2 separate regions of the Gossypium hirsutum genome follow, and region 2 is linked to region 1. A link is a contact called in public Hi-C data. All regions are on one chromosome and are shown on one strand. Each heading gives the region's core, a stretch centred on a gene start, on an enhancer-like site or on the middle of the called end of the contact. The rest is flanking DNA. Distances are from core to core; before and after follow the strand shown. Region 1 holds the start of LOC107962413 (Golgi SNAP receptor complex member 1-1). Region 2 has its middle 23 kb from the start of LOC107963508.

Region 1 (5,733 bases), core at 1,837-4,336:
TACCTACATGTGGAACTGATAAATACTGCATTTGGCAATTCAATTTCCGCGAATTTAACGTCAACAAAGATGTGTTCGCTAATGATTCTATCGAGCTTTTAAGACAAAGTGGGATTGATTTCAAGAAAAACAATGAAAAGGGCATTGATGCAATGAGATTTGGTGAACTTTTAATGTCATCAGGGATTGTTTTGAATGACAATGTGCATTGGGTTACTTTCCATAGTGGTTACGATTTCGGGTATTTGCTTAAGCTCTTAACTTGCCAGAATTTGCCAGATACACAAGTTGGATTCTTTAGTTTGCTAAACATTTACTTTCCCACTTTGTATGATATCAAACATTTGATGAAGTTTTGCAATAGTTTGCACGGTGGATTGAATAAGCTCGCGGAGTTATTGGAAGTGGAAAGAGTTGGGATTTGTCATCAAGCAGGTTCAGATAGTTTGCTCACGGCTTGTACATTCAGGAAACTGAAGGAGAATTTCTTTAGTGGTTCGTTGGAAAAGTATTCCGGTGTGTTATATGGTTTAGGTGTTGAGAATGGACAGAGTACGTATTGAGAATGAAAAAAAAGTAATAGAAACTAAAGAAAAAAGGTTTTGTTTGTCGGTACGAGTGTGTGCGATGTATCCCCGCACTTCAATGTACGCTTTGGCCAAACAATTTTCGTAATTTTTATCAATATTTCTTATGTTTATTGTTCTCCTTGATTCTCTCTTTTTCTGCATCATAGATTCTTTTTGTGGTTTATATACATGTTAGTGGTGCATCACATGATGGAATCTAATCTCGATGATAGCAATACTTGTTCTAGCTAAGAATGTGTTTTTGCCATCTTCTATGAGCAGCTTTTGAAAGCAATGCATTACTTTTGAGGCTGCTAAGCTTGATGTCCATTACAAAAGTGTTAGAATGGGGAGTCAGATTTCATTTTGTCCCCTCTACTCACAAAAATGGTAAATTAATCATTGTACATTAGATCAAAGAGCAAAGTGTCATTCTGTTAAAACTTTCATCCATTTTTACTGTTAAAAACTGATGTTTAATAGAAAGGATTAGTTTGCTCTTTAATCTAGTATACAAGGGCTAATTTGTCCATTTTTTGAGTAAACGGAGCAAAATGCAATCTGGCTCCTAGTATAGAGCCTCCATAGTACTTTTACAGTTAGAATGTTTCCATCCAAATCTTTAAAGTTCCCTGCATTTAGATTACATGTTTGCATAAGCTTTCCCTTAGATGTCCATCTTTATCCCTGTTCTTCCACCTTTTCCTTGTGTATCTGTTCTATGTTAGTGGATATTGGCCAACATTGCATGGACCTTAATGCCCATTTTCCATTGATTGTCAGTCTTTTCAGGTACTTTATAGCTATATATATATATAGCTTCTGTCCATAAAGAATTGGATGACAATGATATGATGAATTTAGGCTACAATGGCTTATTTGGAAGGCATTTGTTATCTCTCTTTGAATTACTTGCTTTTCAGGTATTAGTATTGTTCGGACTCTTTATTGTTTTTGAAGTATCTGTGTTGGACACAAAGATATGAGTATATGAATTTGAATGATACTTAAAATACATGGAAAAATTTAGAAAATTTTCTGATACACATGTCTTTATTCGAAACTCGTACTCGAATCCAAGTAATCAATTTAGTAGGCTATCTCTTCCTCAAGGGACTAGATATTAACTTGTACCCAGCTATTCTTTTGGAGGGTAATTTCCCTTTCATAGCTTAGAAACCCAATCTGAGTTGGTCTAACAAAATTAAGAACCAATTTGATCAAACTCTCTAAGATATGAACTGACACTTTTGATGGTTTGAAGTGATTCAATTAAAAAAAGATGAGTTAGAGTCTGGGGTGTAATTTAAAATATTAAATAAAATTTTGTTTTTGGTGAATTACAAGAGGGAAAAACCTTAATAGGAACATGATTAGTGCAGTTTGAGACAGTGAATACTCTGACCATTAAACTAACCTGCTTAAATCAATAACTAATCATTTTAACTTACCCAATGAATTATTTTAACCAAAACAGAAATCAACCACCTAAATCAAATAGTTGGTTAAGTGGTTATTGAATGTAATGAAAGAAAAAGAAAATATTATAATAATTCTATTAAAACTCGCTTTAAACCCTTTACGATGTAGATGAGAAATAAAATTATGTAATAAATATTTTTATAAAATTAATATAAATTAATAAATAAGGTTTTATTTTAAATGATAAAGTAAATATATTAATAATGTTTTGAGCTCAAATATCATCATGCGTATATTTTAATTTTATTTTATAAACCCTCCAAATAATTATATATCAATGACATTTATTAAATTCAAGTTTTAAATGGCATTTTAAAAATAATAATATTAAGGTTAAATTTTGGCATTAGTCCCTATACTTTTATGAAAATCATGGATTTAGCCTTTATATTTTAATTTGGTCATTTTTAGTTATTGTACTTTTCAAAATTTAAAATTTCAGTCCTCACCAAATGATAACTGTTAAATTTATTAAGTTATGCTATTTCTAAAATTTGATGCGGCAAACATATTATCATATGTATAATGCCATGTTAATTTGTTACTTTCACATATTTCTCACTAAAAATCCAGTCAATGGATTAACGACCATCATTTATATTAATATTGGAGTTTTAAAATTTTAAAAAAAAAATATAGGGGCTTAAAATGATCTAATTGGTGAATATTGGCTAAATCTACAACTGTATACATAGTACATGACTAGCAATTGAATTTAATTAAACATATTTAACGGTTATTATTTGGGCCAAAACTAAAATTTCAAAATTCAAAATGCAAGGGGACTAAAATTAATCAAATATACGGACTAAATCTATAACTTTTGCAAAGTACAGGGACTAATAGAAAATTTTAACCTAAAATCAATCTTTGAACCTAATTGCCGTTAGGATTGGGTTCAGAGAGCAGACGACCTATCCCTGTCCCCAAACAACCCTTCAACCTACAGCCTTCTTCAAAACGAAGCGTTTTAGTCCTTCAAATATTTTTTTAATTATTTTTCCTTTTAATTTTTTTATATATATTTGTTTGTACATATCAAATCAAAATAGTTGAAAAACTCGTAAGTAAATAAATAAATAAATAAATAGAATCCTCCAAAAATTTAAAAAAAAAAAGAGAAGAAATTTCGAAGGCTTTGAAAAAAAAAAAATCGAACGAAGAAGAATTTGTTAAGCGATCGATCTGTGGATTACGATGGAAGTGCCTGTCTCATGGGATGCTCTACGCAAACAGGTGTGTTTTGATTCTGTTTGATTAGAAAAAATATAGAAATTTTGGCATCGGAAAAACCTAGGGTTATATAATTCTATTAGATTTGATTGAATTTGGTGTGAATTGTTTAGGAAGTTCAGGTTTCTTTATTTGGTATTTTTAGAAAATTTCAATGAAGTAAACGAATTTTTTTTTGTTTTTGTTCTATCAGATCTTCAAAATTTCTTCATTTTTTTTTGAAGTAGTTGAGTTTTCTTATTGGAATTTGTTCAAATGAAATCGAAATCTGGAAATTCAATGTACTGAACCTGTTTTTTCCCCTATTTGGGTAATATTATTGGGGAAACAAATATAGATTATGTATTTGTTGCTTGTACAGAAAAATTAAAACTTTTTGTTAATTTCCAACTCTGGAACTGTTTATACTAATTAGAGATTTAGCTAAGATTTACTGTTTTACTAAAACTTGTTGCACATTTTGTTTGTTCATTTTAATTTTGAGAGATCTGTGGGCCGTGGGGGTATAATTCTCCTAATATATGAAAAAGCTTAGAACAAATGGGCATAGTTTGTTTAACACATACTCATATCTGACACCAGTTAACCTAGGTTTCATGTGTTTCTGTTTTGTCTTTCCTTCGCATATTTTTTGCTCTAAATGAATGGTCCGGTCTATGGTGTCTGTGAATCTAGTTTCATCTCTAATTACAAATAGATGAAGTTTTTTTTTTTTCCAAATTTATCTTTTCTGCTGAGAATGGGAGTTTACCTGTGAGGAGGAAATGCTGGAAGTTTCCTATAGCAATTGATGAAGACGAATGTTGTATTTCTTTGTTAAAATATTTACTTTATCTTCTGGATTTTCTGTGTGGTTGATATTGCAATATAATAAAACTAAATCCAATTTAACCTTGTGTCAAATTACTTGCTGGCAACTAAAATTCGAGGTACTAATGATGTCGTTCAGTTAAATATGATGATATCAGTGTTCGATTAGTTTGCTATCGTAACTGATGTAGATCAGAGTGATGGCTGATAAGAGTTAATTGATTGCCTTCCCTGAATAAGGTAAACAGGATTTTATAAAAAATATAAATAGATGACTTTTCTGCGTAAGTCCATATTTTGATGTAGAGTTCCGTTTGAAATTTGACGGTGGGTGTGAAGGCTTGCCTGAAAATCATTAGGTTCCTAGTCTGCAAGGATATAGCAAAATTGAAAATTGTTATCTTTCTTTAAGAATTTGAACTGTGTCAAAATTTAAAGGAACCATATATGTAGCTGTTATTTCTCCTCTAACTTGCTGATTGAATTTAATTTTAGACTGAAATTGCTTGAGTGGTCGTCCCGCATAAAATCACATATCTTCCTTAATGGTTGTGGATAAGCCTTCTTGTTGAAAATTGTAATAGACTTCTTTTAAAAAGTTCTATAAGGAGAAAATGAACTGTAATGTTTCATTTCCTGCATTATCTAATTAACTGGGTTATGAATTTTGTAAGTTTTAGTTGCCATGCGTAGCATCAGTGCATTACCATTCTAGCTTATATAACTGGTTCAACAATCAACCTTACATTAGACAAGGTACAATATGCTTCCTGATAATCTTTTTAGGTTAAGACTGGAAGAGCATGATTTGAGTCACCAATATCAAAATATTGTTGAAAGAGGTGCTTCATTATTTTCCTCTCGGAATATTTCATTTAGATTTTCAAATTTTAGTGGCAATTAATTTGACATCCTTAAATTTATGGCATTGAGATTATGCCATTGAAATGACCTTCTTTGGCGTTAAGAACCTTTTATTTGCCTGAAGGACATTGGATATATCCTAAAATGGTAATAGTCGCATAATGAATGACTTTGTGCACTGTTATTGCAGGCAAGGAAACTCGAAGCTCAGTTGGATGAGCAAATGAATTCATATCGTAAGTTGGTCTCCAGTAAGGCTTCGATAAAAAATGACTTGGAAGAGAATGGTATTGAATCTGGTATCGACCGACTACTAAAACAGCTACAAGAAGTAAATATGAAAATGCAAGACTGGGTCTCATCTGGTGGATCTGAAATGGTTTCTCATACCTTGACTAGGCATCAGGAAATTCTTCAAGATCTCACTCAGGTATTGTGGTTCATAAAATATTTTTTATTTATCTCTGTCTGCCAGGCAATCTTCATTCTTTGCTTTTTCATTTTTGTCCCTGTAACACAAGCTTTTCTTCTCCCGTCTTTCAATTTAAAGTTAAAATAAAAGTGACTTTATGTCTCCCAATCTGTTTGTAACTGATAATAAAAGAAAAGAAGAGGTTAAGAGCCTTTACAGTGAATGCTAGATGCAACATTTCTTCTCATCCTGCAAATATACCAAATATACTTTGTTTCTGCAACCATTTTCTACCCTGCATACTAGTTTAGTTCGGCATCTTCATATGTCTGTAGACACTTGCAGGCTTGTAGCTTTCTATAT
Region 2 (5,811 bases), core at 1,933-4,432, 68 kb after region 1:
ATTGAGATTACTCTTTTAAAAATAATAAAAAGCTCATTATCGGGAATTCAATACGTTGTGTCCTAACGCATTGGATATGACACATTATTTTCCCGAGATGAAGATTTTTTCTAAAAAATAACAAAGGCAATATTTTGCATTTGGAAATTCAAGAAGCGTGCCCTAATGTGCTGGATTTCGATTTCTCGTTTAGCCAAATAGCCAAATACCCTCTTAAAGTTTCAAAGTATGGGTTTTAGAAACCATAAAGTGATCTTGGTTTCGAGAGTTTAAAGTATCGTATCCTAATGTGCTGAATGTGATATTCTTTCGGAACAAGAAAATCTTAAATTCCAACTCATATTATTCAAAATTTTTTAGGATCGTATTTTTAAAATTCTTCAAAGTTTTTTTTATATTCGACATTAAGACATTAACTAATCAACTAGGTACCAATTTCTGGGCGTTACGAGGGTGTTAATCCTTCCTCGTATGTAACCGACTCTCGAACCCATTCTTCTGAATTTCGTGGACCAAAATCGTTGTTTTAATAAAATCAAATCGTTTATTAAAAACAACCACTTTTTGAGGTGATCCAATCACACCTCATTAAAAAAAAGATTGGTGGCGACTCCCGTTTTCATTTTTGTTTTTTAAAACCCAAGTCGACCCCGTTTTCATCCAAAAAATGGTGTCAACAGGTTATTTTAGATATTATGTTATAAAGTAAAATAAAAATAAACATTTAAATTACAGTCAACCTTCTCTATAATAATCTCATTTGTCTACCAATGTAACATCCCAAAAATCAGGTTAGAAGAAATTGAGTTTGAGACCAAGAGTGGAAATCTCTCGATTTTGAGTTTAGATTTTGGAAAGTTTTAATAAGTAAGTTGATTTGGTTTAGTGGTTAAGTATTTTGGTTATGTATGTGAGGTATTGGGTTCGAATATTATCTTTTGAAATTTTGCTACTTTTGACTAAATCTTTATATTTGGACATGTGGGTTATAAGTTAGATTCAGTCCATTTATGACAAGAATAAGTTTATTGGTTTAATGGTTAAGCTTCTGTGTATTTTTTGATGTTGTGTTCGAATCTTTCCCTATGAAAGTAATAGGGAATGTTTTATTTTTGAATTTCTTTGTGAATTTCTTTGTGAGGTAATTAGTTTCAGTTGATTAAATTAAACTTCCCAGAAAACTTCTAGATTTGTGGCATTATTGTGTTTTTCTTTTTCTTTTCCATTTTCTGTTTCTACCATTCTTCCGTTATTTCTTTATTTTTCTTCGTTTTGATTCTTCTCTTCAAACTACCTTCTTTTTTGTTCTGTTATGCCAAATTGATTCTGTACTGGGTCGGACTTCTCCTTTTTGGTTCAATTCATTACCGGTAAGTTTGATTTAAAGTTTGTGTCTGAAGTTCTTCAACGTAACTTCAGTCTCAGACGTTAATCTTAGTATTTTGAGTGCGAATATTTATCTGATTTGTCGTTGTAATGTCGTTTTAGGGACGTGAATTCACCCTTGTTACTTTTGCATCGAATCTTTATCAGGTGAGTATCGATAACCTAATTTTTGTTTCGAGTTTAATCGTTGGAAAACTGATAGTCGACGCCACACGACCGTGTGTCAGACCATGTGAACAATCTATATCTTTATAATATTTAAAAGATTAAATCAAATTTTTATTATTTTTAATGGGACCAAAGTAAAATTTTATTTTTACTAATTTAAAATTTTTAAAAATTTAAAAGAATTCAATGAAAAGTTTTCATTTTAGGGGTAGGCCTTGCCAGTCCCCTGACTAGGCACCTGTATAAAGATTTAATAAAATATGTCTATATATATATATATACTGGGGAAAAGTATGTTTTTCTCTTTCTCGACTAGTTTGAAGCTTCTAGGACCTCCATTGCTTTTGGAGCTTGAGAGGGCTGCTAAACTAGTTTTGAAAGGCTGCGAAATGGGGAGGACTTGGAAATGGAGGATGCTGGTGGAAAGAAGTTGCCTTTTAAGGATACACTTTCGGCTAATACTAAGCAAGTGGGAGAGGTGGAGTCATGGAATGAGGATTTAGAGATTGAAGTGCGTGATGAGGATGGAGCAATCAATTATTGTCCACTTACTTGGAAGTCTATTGGGTTTAGAGACTCGCATGTAGGATACAATCCCTTCGAAAACTAGAAGGAAAATTACAAATTGTTGATCTTGATAATGAATATTACTTAGTGAAGGTTTCTCCCAAAGAAAGATTATGATAAGGGTCTTACCAATATTGGACTTTAGGCAGCTTATAGGAGTTGTTTTGGTGGTGCAACCATAGAGCATATCATTTTCGATGAAAGATCTTCACCTGTCGCATATTGTGGTATGGGTAAGACTACCGGGGTTGCCTTACAGGTATTACAATAAGGATTTGTTCAGAGCAATTGCTGGGGTGATTGGTCAGGCTGTCAAGATTGATTACAATACTATAGTAGGCAGGAGGGGAAAGTTTGTGACGTTAGCAGTAGTGGTAGATTTGAGAAAACCATTGATTTCTTGTATTGGAATTGACAACTTCCTTCAAAGGGTTGAATATGATGGACTATTGTTTATTTGCTATGAGTGTGGGTGTTAAGGACACACCAAAGAAACTTGCGGTGTGCGACAGCCTAAGATAAATGAAGTGCATGAGCAGAACCAAACTGAATTAGTTATCAGGTTTGATCATCTTAAGAAGAAGGATTATGTTGGCAAGCTGTTTAGACCATGGATGTAGGTCCAAAGTCACCAGAGAAAGGCGGTGATTGGGAATGGAGAGGCCAAGGCTCACAGGGAAATTAGGAAAGATAAGGCAACTACTAGAATTTTGAGATTTAAAATCTTAGAGGATTATGGTGATGAGGTGGATATTGAGGAGGTAGAACATAGTAATAAGGATTACTCCAAAAATATAGGAGGGATTTTGGAGCAGGTCCCTAGTAATGCAAAATTTAGAGGTAAGGATAAGGGCAAACAAAAGGAAAACCAATGGTTTAGATAATGAAAAGACTGATATGGGCAATGAGGAGAGTTGGCTTGACATGTCTAGAAACAAAGGCTAAATTGTGGAAACATATAAGGCCAGTATGTGAGTTTAGTGGGCTTAGAGTGAAACCTTTAGGTGATGGAATATTGGATCAATTATTGGTGGACCAAAAGAAACAATTATAAGGAAAGAAATTGGGCTCGATAGTACAAACATTCGGTTGTTTTGGTCGTGGAACAAGATGGGGGATTTGCATGGCCAACCTATAGCATGCAAAAGTTAATGGTAACAATGGTTTAGCTTTGAGTAACCATAATAAAAGAGTTATGGGATATCCTTTCTGAATGGGGTAAGAAATTATCCCAACGGTTGGATATAGAGCTTGACGGGAAAACGATGGGGGTGGTGAATCCAATTCCGAAGTCTGCCAATATTGACAAGGGTGACAATATATAGCATGACCATGGGGTAAAGAAACAAAAAACAACGCAAGATTCAAGTGTTGTATTTATGGTCGATTATGTTGTAGTAACTTGCATTGCTTACTAGATAATATATTGAATCGTGAAATTGTAATTAATCGAATAATTAGCAAAACGACATAGAATACAAATTCAGGACATATGCTAGGGAAATTACTGGTGCAAGACTAAGTTAATCAAGTTCTATAAGAGTGCTTCTAAATATTGTTGATTGTACAAATGGAACTAGGGTATTGTCATGGAATTAAGGTTAAGAATATGGCATTTGGATATGATAAATGAGATTGTGCGTGAATATAAAACATAGATCTTATAAGTGAATTAATTGCCTATTGAATTGATATTATCTTTATGTGCTTTATGGAGTTACCACTTAGGATTATAATGCTCACTTTACCATTGTTGTTTTCTTTACGTGCGCAGGTTAGTCAAATTAAGGAAGAGTTGCATCAACTACTCATAGTCACAACTACCTCAATGTGAACAATCTGCTAATGTGTTGAGTTCAAAAATGGTAGTTTTATGTACATAATAGGGGTCATTATAAGAATCAAATTATCGTTTTGTTTTGGTCGTGTTATGACTTGTATATAGGTATATCTATTCTTGGCTTGAAAATGATGTTAAATGCTTGAATGGCTTTATTTGGCTCTTTGTTAGTATGAAAATATGATTGAGGAGATAGTAGCATGGAATACTATAATAAATTGAGTTTAGTGATCCTTCAGATGATCATTTAGGATTTAGAACTATTGTCATATTGGTTAGAGTGTTACGTAAGGTATTATATATAGGTCTTAGTGAAAGAAAATAAACCTCTTATTAGGCTTACTTAGGCCACGCAACACTTAAGTATTGGTAATTGAGGCAAGGGTACTGTAACAGCTCGATTTATTAGTGGTGTTAGAAATAGTAGTTTAAGGCCACCAAATCCGGTAGGTAAGTTCGTAAATATTATTATTTAATATTTACGAGTCAAATATGGTTTTAAAAAGGTTTTTGAATTAGTAATTTGTGTTTTATAATGATTATTAGGTTAAGTGGTTTTAGAAAGTGAGGTATCGGGATCTTGTTTCTATAAACCGAATCGTAAATATTTTTATAAATATTTACGGAGTGTCATTAAGATGATTTTAAAGTTTCGTTAAAAATTTTTAATGTTTTGATAGTCAATTAATGAAAAAGGACTAAATTGAAAAAGTGTAAAACTTGTTAAATATAATAATTAGGTGATTAAATGACTTAATTAATAAATAAAGAAGGACCTAAGTATAATTGTACCTAAATTTAATGGATGAGGCGGCATAAGAGAAAAATAATAATAAAACAGAGGCACAATTGTAATTTTGGTGAAATTAAAATAAAACAAATTAGATTTGGATAGTTTTCTAGACATTACTTCTTCAATTTTCGGCAAAATAGACATGGAAAAGAGCTTAAGTTGGTTGTTCGATTTTTTCTTCATGTGAGTTCAATTCTTACCCGTTTCTTGTAATTTTTATGTTTTTGAGATTGTTACAATTAGGTCCAATTAAACCTTACCTTAGTTTTTGATTTCATTAAAAGTTTTTAATGTTTCCATTGATGAATCTATATGATTTTAGTTCTTAAATCATGAATTTGAGATGTTGGTTGATATTTAAAAGTATTTTGTTAAATAATTTTGATGAATTTTTCGATTAGGGGATAATTTATTAAATTAATAAAAGTACAAGGATTTAATGTGAAATTGTTGCATAAATGAGATGTTTTGAATGTCGAAACCATTTTTTTGAATTTGAAAAATGGGTATCGATTTTGAAAATGGAAATGGAGTCGCCACCGATCTTTTATTAAGGTTTGATCGGTTCACCATTAAAAATTTAGGTCTGCGAGATTTGAGAAAAATAGGTCCCGGAGTCGGTTACGCACGAGGAAGGGTTAGCACCCTCGTAACGCCCAAAATTGGTACCGAATCGATTGTTTAATGTCTTAATGTCAAATTTTTGAAAAGATTTTAAAATACGATCCTTTTATTTTGGATAAAATGAATTGGACGATGAGATTCACTTATTTCAAAGAAATAAACCGTCACACTCAGTAAGTTAGAGTGCAACATTTTAAATCCTCAAAATTTAAATTTATCTCTCGACTTTTAAAACCTACGCATTTTGAGAAGGATATCCGATCATTTGGGTCAAATGAGAAAATCAAAACCCAGTAAGTTAGGGCTCGATTTCACAAAATTCCTAAATATCGAATATTGCCTTTATTATAAAAATCCTCATCTCGAGAAAATAACATGTCATATCCAATGCGTTAGGACACAACGTGTCGAATTCCCGAGAATGAGTTTTTAT

Evidence for each region. A called contact is a pair of places that touch in the nucleus more often than the background predicts.
Region 2: a Hi-C map of leaf shows a contact between it and region 1, with 3 times the contacts expected there. The contact joins the enhancer-like site here to the promoter of LOC107962413 in region 1. A contact is called at or near these places in 13 of 34 Hi-C or Micro-C datasets (anther, callus, hypocotyl and 3 more).

What each region holds. Positions count from the first base shown.
Region 1 is chrD06:63,683,441-63,689,173 of Gossypium_hirsutum_v2.1, forward strand. LOC107962413 (Golgi SNAP receptor complex member 1-1) reads left to right here and starts at 3,087. Exons shown (of 5, transcript XM_016898797.2): 1 at 3,087-3,287; 2 at 5,149-5,388. The coding sequence starts at 3,249. It overlaps LOC107962412 (probable CCR4-associated factor 1 homolog 6), which reads left to right. Exons shown (of 2, transcript XM_016898796.2): 2 at 1-700. The coding sequence ends at 563.
Region 2 is chrD06:63,751,824-63,757,634 of Gossypium_hirsutum_v2.1, forward strand. No RefSeq gene overlaps it. Among protein-coding and RNA genes, the nearest start is that of LOC107963508, 23 kb to the right of the region's middle. Within about 2 kb of position 3,183, at least 5 of the 9 cell types and tissues checked have an H3K27ac peak or open chromatin away from gene starts, as enhancers often do. A contact at or near this core is called in hypocotyl and leaf, where this site is marked.